3 separate regions of the Anser cygnoides genome follow, and regions 1 and 3 are each linked to region 2. The links are chromatin contacts, called in public Hi-C maps. All regions are on one chromosome and are shown on one strand. Each heading gives the region's core, a stretch centred on a gene start, on an enhancer-like site or on the middle of the called end of the contact. The rest is flanking DNA. Distances are from core to core; before and after follow the strand shown. Region 1 holds the start of XPNPEP2 (X-prolyl aminopeptidase 2). Region 2 holds the start of FAAH2 (fatty acid amide hydrolase 2). Region 3 holds the start of LOC106037642 (tumor necrosis factor ligand superfamily member 10-like).

What was found. A called contact is a pair of places that touch in the nucleus more often than the background predicts.
Region 1: a contact with region 2 is called in a Hi-C map of liver, with 2.3 times the contacts expected there. The contact joins the promoter of XPNPEP2 here to the promoter of FAAH2 in region 2. A contact is called at or near these places in 2 of 7 Hi-C or Micro-C datasets (both in liver).
Region 3: a contact with region 2 is called in a Hi-C map of liver, with 5 times the contacts expected there. The contact joins the promoter of LOC106037642 here to the promoter of FAAH2 in region 2. A contact is called at or near these places in 2 of 7 Hi-C or Micro-C datasets (both in liver).

Annotation. Positions count from the first base shown.
Region 1 is chr13:6,866,075-6,869,401 of Taihu_goose_T2T_genome, forward strand. It overlaps XPNPEP2 (X-prolyl aminopeptidase 2), which reads left to right and starts at 1,858. Exons shown (of 21, transcript XM_048079002.2): 1 at 1,858-1,989; 2 at 2,416-2,489; 3 at 2,602-2,712; 4 at 2,793-2,856; 5 at 2,997-3,101; 6 at 3,178-3,264. The coding sequence starts at 1,944.
Region 2 is chr13:6,598,359-6,601,845 of Taihu_goose_T2T_genome, forward strand. FAAH2 (fatty acid amide hydrolase 2) reads right to left here and starts at 1,978. Exons shown (of 11, transcript XM_048078718.2): 1 at 1,687-1,978; 2 at 1,518-1,600; 3 at 1,298-1,431; 4 at 943-1,152; 5 at 452-571. The coding sequence starts at 1,863.
Region 3 is chr13:6,944,995-6,948,561 of Taihu_goose_T2T_genome, forward strand. LOC106037642 (tumor necrosis factor ligand superfamily member 10-like) reads left to right here and starts at 1,445. Exons shown (of 5, transcript XM_067005111.1): 1 at 1,445-1,723. The coding sequence starts at 1,502. It overlaps LOC136791870 (a long non-coding RNA gene), which reads right to left and starts at 1,463. Exons shown (of 2, transcript XR_010834817.1): 1 at 1,217-1,463; 2 at 630-1,133.

The sequences.
Region 1 (3,327 bases), core at 608-3,107, 270 kb after region 2:
TGGACTGGATGATTTGGAGGTCTCTTATAACCTGGATGATTCGGTGATTCGGTGATGCGGTGATTAGCGCGGTTCGCTAATTACCAGGATGGAAGCAAAGCGCTGCCTGATGGTCGCCGTGACAACCTGCGTGACGCATCCTCGAGAAACTTTTCGTGCCCGTAACGACTGCGGGCAGCCTCGGTGTCGCTGCTGTCCCCTGTCCCCCACCCGGCCCTGTCCTGCCCCTGCTCGGAGCTCCGGGGCACGGACCCCCCCCGCATGCCCCCTCCGCTGCCCCAGCCCAAGGAGAACCCAAAGGGGGGCCCCGGGGAGGTGACCCCGGCCCAGGCAGGAGCGGGGGACCCACGGACCCACCCGTGACACGACCGCGCCCGGTCTCGGCGTGGCTGCAGGCACGGGGGCGATGCCCCCGGCTCCTGCTGCTGCCCCCCCGCTCCCCGCCGGGCTCCGCAGGGGCTGGGGCAGGGGACACGGGGACACGGGGCCCCGCGGCGGGGTCGTGGTGCCACCTCGTGGCCGGCAGCACCCCAGCGGCACGGCCGGGGGCGCAGCATCCCTGCCTGCTGCGGGGGGTGGCACGGGGGGGGGGGGCCGGGGCAGGGGGCAAGAACTCGCGTGGGAGGTGCCCCGGGACAGGGGCCAGCCGGCAGAGCCCCCCCTGCCCATCGCACGGGGCCCGCAGGGACGCCGAGCCCGCTGCCCAGCTGGTGTCTTCTCAGGGAGGTTTGCTTGTAAAGCATCAGTTTGTTTACCGTAGGACCTACCGGACTTCCAGCAGCTTGCATCCTGCAGCACGAGGTCCTGCTGCCACGGCACTGGAGGGGGCTGGCACTGCACATCTCCCCCCACCACCCTCGGATGGGCACCGCTGCAGCCGGGCTTTCTCTTCGGCAGCGGCGGAGCGGTCATAAAACCAGCCGGAGGAAATACGTGCGCCATAAACGTGGCAGGCCCCGGGCTCGAGGCTCGTTATGCCTCGCATCAGCTCTTTTTGCAAGGTGGAGACCACGGCGGTCCCGAGCACACAGGCTCGGAGGGACGAAGGGCACAGCCCAGCCGGCACCGCCCTCGGGTGCAGGCGCTGGTCCCCAGGCCGTGCGCATGGTTTGGTGTCCTGCCTGCATGGGGTAGCCCAACCTGCTCACCTCCAGCACGCTCCCTCCCTCCGTACGCTGCTGCCAAATGTGCCTCCTATCTTGTCAGGATGCTAAAATATTCCTTTTGTCTCCTTGGCCAGCGTTTCAAACCCGGCACACTAATGGGAGCTGAATTTATTATTCTTGTTACTCCATTAGCCAGACCGCGCACTCTCACTAGTGCTGAAGGCATTATGTGCTTACACTCAAGGCCCTGCACATATTTCTGCTTGCCCAGAAACTCTTACGCACATACTGGGGAGAGTTTCAGGAGCTCAGCTCAGCCCCCCAGCCCCTTTGCCATAGCACAGCACCCTGGATGCCCTCACCGCATCCCCATCTCGGCGCAACCCGACGAGCGCTGACGTTTCGCTGAGCCGGGCGAGGACGGTGCCATGCCCGCAACCCCGCTCCACGGGACAGCCTCTCCCCCAGGGGGTATTTCTGGACAAGGGGTTTCCCGGGGGCACAGGGGACACGGCACCCCACAGAGCTCTTCGTGCTAGGTTAGCACCCCGGGCAGCTGGGACCTGCCAGGCTGAGCTGGCACAGCTCCGCCTCTGCTTCCAGGAGGATCTTTGGACTTTGTGCGCATTTGGCTGTTTACTGTTATCTGGTTATCTAGAAGGGAGAAGCACTCAGTGAATAGGGCAACGACCCCCCCATATTTGCTCGGGGGCCTTGGCTCTGTCATCCAGCATCCCTCCGCCCCTGGGGCAAAGGCGCAGGAGGAGGGACCTGTCACCCCCGGCACTGCCGAAACGTCCCTTCCTCTGCCAGCAGCTCGGGGACTGCCGAGCAGCCATGCAGCCCTCCCGGTGGATCGCAGCCTGGCTGCTCCTTCTCCAGGGTATGTGGGAGACGTCCCCGTGGCAGGGCTGGGCGGGGGCGGGGACCAGATCCAGGGACTCCCATCCAGCCCCAGCATGGTGCACCTCAGTGTTTTGCTTGCCTGGTGGGGGTGAAGCATGGGTGGGTTTTCCCTTGGGGGGCTGTTCTGCTGCTCCAGCCCCAGGGCACACCCCTGGCTCCCAGACAGGTCCCAGCCCCAGGGATGCTCAGCACGGGGCTGGCTCCTGCCTGCTCCCCAATGCCTCACCTGTGCCTTGTGACCATCCTGCTGTGCCCATCGTGGCCATCCCACCTTGCCCTTCGTGGACATCCCGCTGTGCCCAGGGGTCCCTTCCCCAAGGCATGCCAGGGGCATGTGCCTCTGCCTGGGGCTGACCAGGAGCTGGAGCCCCTGCTGAGGCTCTGGCCTCCCCCTGCACCCCAGCCTGCACCCCAGGACGCTCGCAGCAGGCCGCATCCCCCAGGACCGACATTCGGGACTGCTCTGTGAACCCACCGGTGAGTCCCCCCTGCTGTGCACGGCGCCCCCCCCCCCCCCCCCCCCCCCCGGGGAGCCCCATGCAGGGCTCCCCCCCCCCCCAAACCCTTGTCTCCCTCCTTGTGCCACCAGTACCTGCCCCCCACGGCCACCAACACCACGGCGCGGCTCGCCGCTCTGCGGGATGCCATGCGCGCCCACAGCACCCACGCCTACATCGTGCCCTCCACGGACGCCCACATGGTAAGGGGGCAGCCCCCCCGTGCCCCAGGCTGCGGGACAGCACCCCCAGCCGCTTCTCATGGCTCCATCCTCGTCTCCAGAGCGAGTACATCGCCGAGCGGGATTCCCGTCTGGGCTGGCTGACCGGCTTCACCGGCTCTGCGGGTGAGAGCATCCTCGCCACCGCGGGGACCTGCCCGCGGCCGCTGGGCTTCCCACCCTGGGGGGTCCCCGGGGGCATCTGCAGGACCTGGGGGAGCCTGGCAGGGGGAGAGGCGATGCCTGAGTCCCCGCTGCCACCCCAGGCACCGTCGTGGTGACACAGGATAGGGCGGCCCTGTGGACCGACAGCCGCTACTGGACACAGGCAGAGCGGCAGCTGGACTGCAACTGGGAGCTGCAGAGGACAAGTCAGTGCGGGCAGGGCGGGGGGGCTGGGGGGGTCCCCGCTCCTGGGCCCCCGCCACCTGCCTCTCTCTCTTGCAGCATGGATCCAGTACATTGGGCAGTGGATCCTGGAGTCGGTTCCTGCAGGGGGCAATGTCAGCCTGGACCCCTTCCTCTTCTCCATCGGTACGGTTGGTCGGCACGGGGGGGGCCCTGCTTGATGGGGTGCACGAGTGGCCCCTGGGTGTG
Region 2 (3,487 bases), core at 728-3,227:
AGGTACCCTGGGGATTGCACTGGTGCTCCAGGAATTTCCAGTGGTGTTCCTCAGCGCGTTCTCAACCCCAGGGCAATGTGCACAAGGGGGAAAAGCAGCTGGCTGGCACAGCCAAGCACTCTGCCAGGCTAAAAACCACCCCTGACGCCACCTGAAAGCGCCCTGTGTCCTTGCTGTCAGGGAAACACCCAAGCAGCATATACCAGTGCTGGAAAAACATCCCACGCTGGGGATGCAATACCTGTCACAAGACACCTCCCGCCTCCCATGCACTTGACATCCTGCCATCAGATGGTTTCTCATTGCGGCGCTCACGCAGTGGGCTTGCCCCGTGCAAGAATTTGCTTGTCAGTGCGTGGCAGCCCCACAGTGGAAAAACCCACTGGAGGCAAGCAGAGGAGCTTCCTCCCACAGCCCTCCTCCTCTGTGCATTTCACCTGCAGAGGTTCACCTGTGGTGGGTTTATGGCCAAAGACGCCGTTGAAGAAAGCTGGCATCCGGATGCTGCCGCCGATGTCGGAGCCCACACCTATCACCGAGCAGGCGGCTGCAAGGACACCGCCCTCCCCACCTGCACAGGAGAAAATAAAGCAAGAACGGTGGTTTATAGTGCAGAACAAGCAGAAGCATCCTGCAGTAGGCACTTCCCTTTGTGTGCACGCAGGGTGGGAGCCACTTTTGCAATGTCTGGGAAAACAGGCCAAGGGGATTTTTGCTTAAATGCCACATCTGCACTGCTCTTTGTACCCACAGCAAGATAAAGCAGTGCCAAGTGTGACACCCAGGAGGTGTGAAGACGTTGCGCCTACAAATCACCTCCTGCACTGCCCCGGACAATGCCTGCAAGCTCTGCAGGAGCCCAGCAGCAAGTTAAAGCAGCGTGCAGTGGGAGCAATTTCCTTTTTGCATTTTGACCCTTTCCTCCCAGAGCAGCGTGCTCACCTGAGCTGCCCCCCACGATCCTCTGCAGGTCATAGGGGTTGTTGGTCCGGCCATAGACCCTGTTGCTGGACTCGTACCACATGCACAGCTCGCTGCAGTTGGTCACCCCCAGCGGGATGGCGCCAGCTTGCTTCAGCCGTGACACGACGGTGGCATCGGAGGTGGCGATGACGTTGCGGCGGTTGACCAGGCCGGAGGTGTTGGGCATCCCTGCAAGGCAAGGGTCATCAAAGGGGAGGCAGGCGGGGAGAGGGACGCCGCTTCCCCCTGAGCTCCTTGTAGCGGCCACCCGCCACCCAAGGTGCTGCATGCCACCGCCTCGCTCCTGCTGCAAGAGGCACGGGGGCGAACCCACCGTGCAACGAGAAGGCCTCCTTGACGGTGATGGGGACCCCCAGGAAGGGGAACTTCTCCTCCAGGTAGTCCTCGCCGGGGCTCTCTGCCAGCAGCTTGTCCACCTGCCGGGCTTCTTGCAGGGCCTCCTCAAACCTGCGCAGAACCCAGGGGAGAGGCAGCTCCGGTGCTGCTGCGAAGCATGGGGGCGGATAAGGGGGATAAGGTAGCCCCCGCGCTACCTGTCCTTGACGACGGCGTTGATCAGCGGATTCACCTCCCTAATCCTCTCGATGTAGGCCTCCACCACCTCCACGCACGTCACCTGGGGAGGAGGAGGAAGGTGCTCAGCGACGAGGGTGCCCCCCACACACCCTACGCCCCCTCCCCCCAGCACCCCTGGGTGCCCACCTGCCGCTGCCGGAGCCGCTTCGCCAGCTGCCGGGCGGGCAGCAGCAGCAGCGAGCGGCGCGGTGGGGGCACGGCGCGGGGCGTCGCGGGGGCCGCCAGCCCCAGCAGCGCCAGGCAGGCGCGGGACAGCAGCCGCAGCAGCAGCGCCAGGCACCGCTCCGCGCGCGACAGCGCCATGGCCGCTCCCGGCGCCCCTAGTGCTACCAGTGCTCCTAGTGCCCCTAGTGCCCCTAGTGCTCCTAGTGCTCCTAGTGCTCCTAGTGCTCCTAGTGCTCCTAGTGCGGCCGGGGGCGGGCGGGGCAGTGACGTCGGCGGCGCCGCCGCGGAAGGAGGGCGCGGTTGCCGTGGTAACGGCGCGCGGCGCTGCGCAGGCGGCGTAGGGCGCGCAACCAGCGTAGGGCGCCGGGCTCGCAGCGCCGCGGCAAAATGGCCGCCGGGGGTTGGGGTGGTCCCGGGGAAGCGGTGGTGAGGTGGCCGCGCTGAGAGAGCCCCGAGGCGGCCCTCAGGAGCTTGGCCTTTGGGGTCATCGCCTCCGGCCTCGGGGCGAGCGCCGCGGGAGCTGATGGTGCGGGGAACAAACAAACAAGGCGTGCCTGAATGCAGCGCCCCGACCCGTCGCAGCCCCCCGCCGCCCCGGGGGTCGCATTTCCCCGCAGAGCTCCAGGGGGCTGAGGGGATTTGGCTGTTGTGAAAACCTTTTATGACTGCGAAGCCAAAGCGTCAGCGTTTGTGGAAGTAACTTGTAGAATCACAGACTCACAGAATACCCCGGGTTGGAAGGGACCCATGAGGATCATCGAGTCCAACTCCTAGATCACCTAGTCCGACTCCATCTAGTCCAACTTGGGGCGTTCACGCCCCACGAGGATGCCGGAGCAACCTCTGACCTGTGAAAACAAGCCTAGCATCAATACTATCATCTTGATAGTATTTTTTTTTATACAGCTGTTATCAAAGAGATTATTTTCCCTGTAAAAGGGGGGGGAGTCCCTTAGTCCCGCGTGGCGATGGGACATTTTTTTCCCCCAATGATTTTAATAACCCAATCTCTTTTTTTTTCCCTGACAGGTCTGCCCTGACCCAGCATTGGCATGGGTCCCCCGCCACTCTCCGTGTTCCCGTGTGTGCCTCCGGCAGTGCAGCAGCAGGGAACCACTCTGTGTTCCCTGACATTGCTGAAACACCTGCGCAGGTGGCCTTATCTAGGTCCTCATGTGGTCTTTGCACTTTCCCCTGCAATATTTAAGCACCTACACACCCTCAGATTACAACAGGGGCAGATTAGAAAGGTTTCCTCGTGTCTGCATCTCTGCGTAATCGTGGCTTAGCAAAGCCCCAAAGTCACCTGCTTAGAAGAAACAGTAAGACAGGACTTGTTAAAACTTGGCCCGTGAAATCTGGCAGCAGCGCCTTCACGTTGCTGATGTGGAGCTAGCAATGAGAAGGCATCTTCAGATCTTGGGGGAGCCTGGGTCTGTCCCACAGGCTTCTGCCAGAGCGAGAGCACTGACATCCATCCTCAGGAAGGAGACGGAGAGAGTGCCCCTCCTAATCACCGTCCCAGTGCTGCTCTTGTCATTTTTCTGGCAAATTTGCTGTTGTTCCCCCTCAAGTCCTGCCCAAATGTTGGCAGAGAGCGGTAGGAGCAAAATCTCTTCTGCCCAAGGTCTCTGCTCCCTTTGCTGCTCTTCCCTAGGCAGCCCAGCTTTGGCATCGTTTGCTGTGCAAAGTGTCTCCCTTCATCTTCATCATCTTCAAGAACAGCTTTGAAATTCATACCTGGTCAGCCGATGTGCACTTG
Region 3 (3,567 bases), core at 195-2,694, 350 kb after region 2:
ATAATAATAACAACAATAATAATAGTAATAATGATAATAGTGTTACTACTAACAATGTGTACAAAACAAGTGATGCACAGTGCAATTGCTCACCACCCGCTGACCGATGCCCAGCCTATCCCCGAGCAGCCGCCCCCCCCACCCCGGCCAGCCACCCCTATATATTGTTTAGCATGACGCCAGATGGTATGGAATACCCCTTTGGCCCGTTTGGGTCAGCTGTCCTGGGTCTGTCCCCTCCCAGCTCCTGCTGCACCCCCAGCCTGCCGGCTGGCAGGACAGAGCGAGAAGCCGAAAAGTCCTTGGCCTGGTGTAAACACTGCTCTGCAACAATTAAAACATCAGCATGTTATCAGCGCTCTTCTCATCCTGATCCAAAACATAGCATCCTACCAGCTACTAGGAGGAAAATTAACTCTGTCCTAACTGAAACCAGGATGGTGCCATTTCTGGCAGGCAGGATGAGAAGTGGAACAAGTCCTTTTCTTAAAGGACAAAATGCCATTCATTGTGTGAGAGTGCTAGAAAAGCGAGCCACTGGCGAGCGGTCCCTTCCTAGCAGCTTCCTTCCCCAGTTCTGAGGTGGGGGAGGTTCCTCAGATGACACATGCTCTGCAAGATCCAGCCCAGAAAGCTGAAGCTTAAGGGGCAAATCCTGAATTGATTTTATTACTGAATTATCACAGACATTTTTAATACCCTCAAGGATCAAAGCTCAGCCTCGTGGAGCTGTGGCTCACAGCTGTCACGGACGGCGTGCAGCACGAGGTGGGGACCCGAAGGGCACGAAGGGAGCACAGCCGGGCTGGCACGGCGTAGCTCTGGCTCCATGGCCATGTCTCCGTGGCCACGTCCCTTTGAACAGCGGTTGCTGCAGCACCAGGCTGTGTCCCCGCCTAGGAACGGCTGCGTGGTGCAAAGACTTGGGAGGGCGGTGGGCCACGGGGCAGCTTCTTCCATCGTGGGTTTCACCGGGGTCCAGCCTCTCTCGCTCACAGTCAGGTCCTGTTTCGCCCTAAGCCATAAATTTGCCCCCAGCACACCACTCGGTGCTACTACAGCTGTCTGCGGGTTTGGGCTGGGGCCGGTCCACGGCTTCCCCATGTCCCATCCTCAGAGGAGAGAAGGCAGATCTGGGAAGACCGAAGTGTTCGTGTATTTCTTTAAGGTCTCACTTCCATTCCAGAGATAAAAGCACTAAAGGCCATAGACTCACCTGACCACGAAGTCGTCAGGCAGCAGCCTTTCTCCAGGCTTTCTGTTTGCTTTCCAAACAACCTTTCAGAGCAACCGGGAATGCTTTGGGATCGGCAGCCAGACGGCTGAGAGCACCGAAACTGCCTGCCCCTCTGCCAGCCGAGCCCTCTGACCAGCCCCTCCCGGCACCCGGCCCCGCTCCCCCGCCGCCCCCCGTCCCGGGACCACCCCCGCCGCCTCCCGCCCCGCGGCCCGCCCCGCCGCCGCTCCCTTCCCCTCGGAGCACGGCGGCGGCGGCCGGGCCATGGCCCCGCAGCAGCCCCGGGCCGGGCCGTACGGGCGCTCCGACAGCGGCGGCTCGGAGGCCCGCATGCTGGCGGACGGCCCCGGCGGCGGCCCCCGGGGCGGGGGGCGGCGGCGGCGGTGCGGGCCGCTGTGGGGCAGCGTGGCCGTCATGGCCATCGTCGCCCTGCAGATCGCCTCCACCACCGGCCTCTTCGTCTACTTCACCATGGCCATCTCCAAGGTGAGCCCGCCGCGGGGAACAAAGCCCCCGGCACCGGGAGGGGGCGGCGGGGGGCGGCGGGGCGGCGGCTGCCCCCCGGGAGAGCCCGGCCTGGGCTCGAGCTTCGGCGCGGAGCCGTGCTGGGGGCTGAAGCCCCGGCCGGGGGGGAGGGAGGCAGGGAGGGAGGCGGGGAGAAGGGCGCCCCGAGCCCCGTCCGCGGCGGGGCAGCGCCTGGCCCGGGTCCGCCCGGAGCCCCGGGTCCGCCTCGGAGGCCCGAGCCCGGGGAAGGGGGCTCGGCACCCGGCGGGGCTGCTAAAGCCTCTTTGTGAGCCTTTGGCCGGGGAGAACCCCCGCGCCAGCAGATCCCGGGCACTCGCTCCCGCTCAGTCACGGCAAGTGACCGGGCTGGGGTGCAGCCGTTCTTGCCCGCGCCCAGCGGCACTCACACCGACCCGTTCCCAAGCTCAGGACCCACGGGCCGGGTGCTGCGACCCGCCCCAGCCGCTGCTGGGACCCTGCAACTGCCCTGCCCCACTGCTGCCTGCTGGAGACCCCGAGCCCCAGAGCTTCAGGGCCCCCTGTGACCACTACACAGATGCTGTCCTTGCTGCAACGAACTTGCACACAATAGACCTGATCCTGTTACCAAACCCACCTACACACCTTACTGCCCCTGCTAAGACACAGCAATCCCCTAGCAGTGGAAAGGTCGAGGAGGCTAAACACTGAACAGAAGAGATCTTTGCTATGGACAAAGGGAAACTAAGTACTGCCAAGCAGCTTTCTGGGCAGCTCTACCAATGGGAACCGTCAGCTTTGGTGATGGAGGGCTCATCGTCAAGAAAAGAGCGCTGGAGTGCCAAGCATTGCACAAAACCACAACAGAGGGGGAAAAATTGGAAAAAGTGCTGCCCATGGATGCAGGAGGAACAGCCTGTCTGGTGCCCGGTCCAGCATCCTTTGGAGCAGACTCCCCTCCAGGCTTTGTTTCCATGCCTGGATCCCATGTGGCACCCACTGTGAAGGATTTACATGAAAGGCAGCAGTGAGAGGACAGAAATGTGGGCAGACAGAGCCTGGGGGAAGGTATGAAAGAAGATGGCCACTTAAATATACCTCTTGGGATAATTTTGGAGTCTGTTCGTCAGATCCCTGCATGGGATCGGTGCTAGGTATAGGCAATCAGAGCTCAGCACATCTGGGGACTCTGAATCACTCAACCCGGGCAGCCTGTCCTCACCCCAATGCACACGCATACACACAGTCCACCTTCTCCCCCTGCGCCCCCCTCCCCCAGTTTTACAGAATTTTCTCTCCTGCTTTTCACTGAATTTAAAGCCCTACCCTGTGCATGCTTCCCAGAAGGGGAGACAGACACGGCAGGCAGAGCGGCTACCCTCTAAAATGAGAAGTGCTGGTGGCACAGGCAGCCCGTCACAGCAAGCTTTATTGGAGGCAGTTAGCATTGCAGTCAGCGCCAGGCAGTTGTTAGTGGAGAGAGGGATAAAGCGCGTGGCTGCAGTGCCCGTGGTTATGCTGGGACTGTGCTACCTCGTTACCAGGACTGATCGGATGAGAGTTGACCCTGGTTATGCGTGCACGTGCTGTGATCTGTGCTCCTGGCAGTGCAGAGGAGCGTGCTGCGTTCACTGGCTTTGCCCAGCCATGTGCTCATGTTGTGGAGCTCCGTGTGAGCAGCCCCACTGCTTGGAGATTTACTTCTTCAGCAGGCGCTGTGCATCCACCCGCGCAGACAGGCACGTCTTTGCAAGACTGCAGCCTAGCTGCCTAAATCCACATGAGACAAAACTGCTAAGGCTACGCTCACCCTTTTGCAGTCATCCAGCTATACGAGCCACCACGTC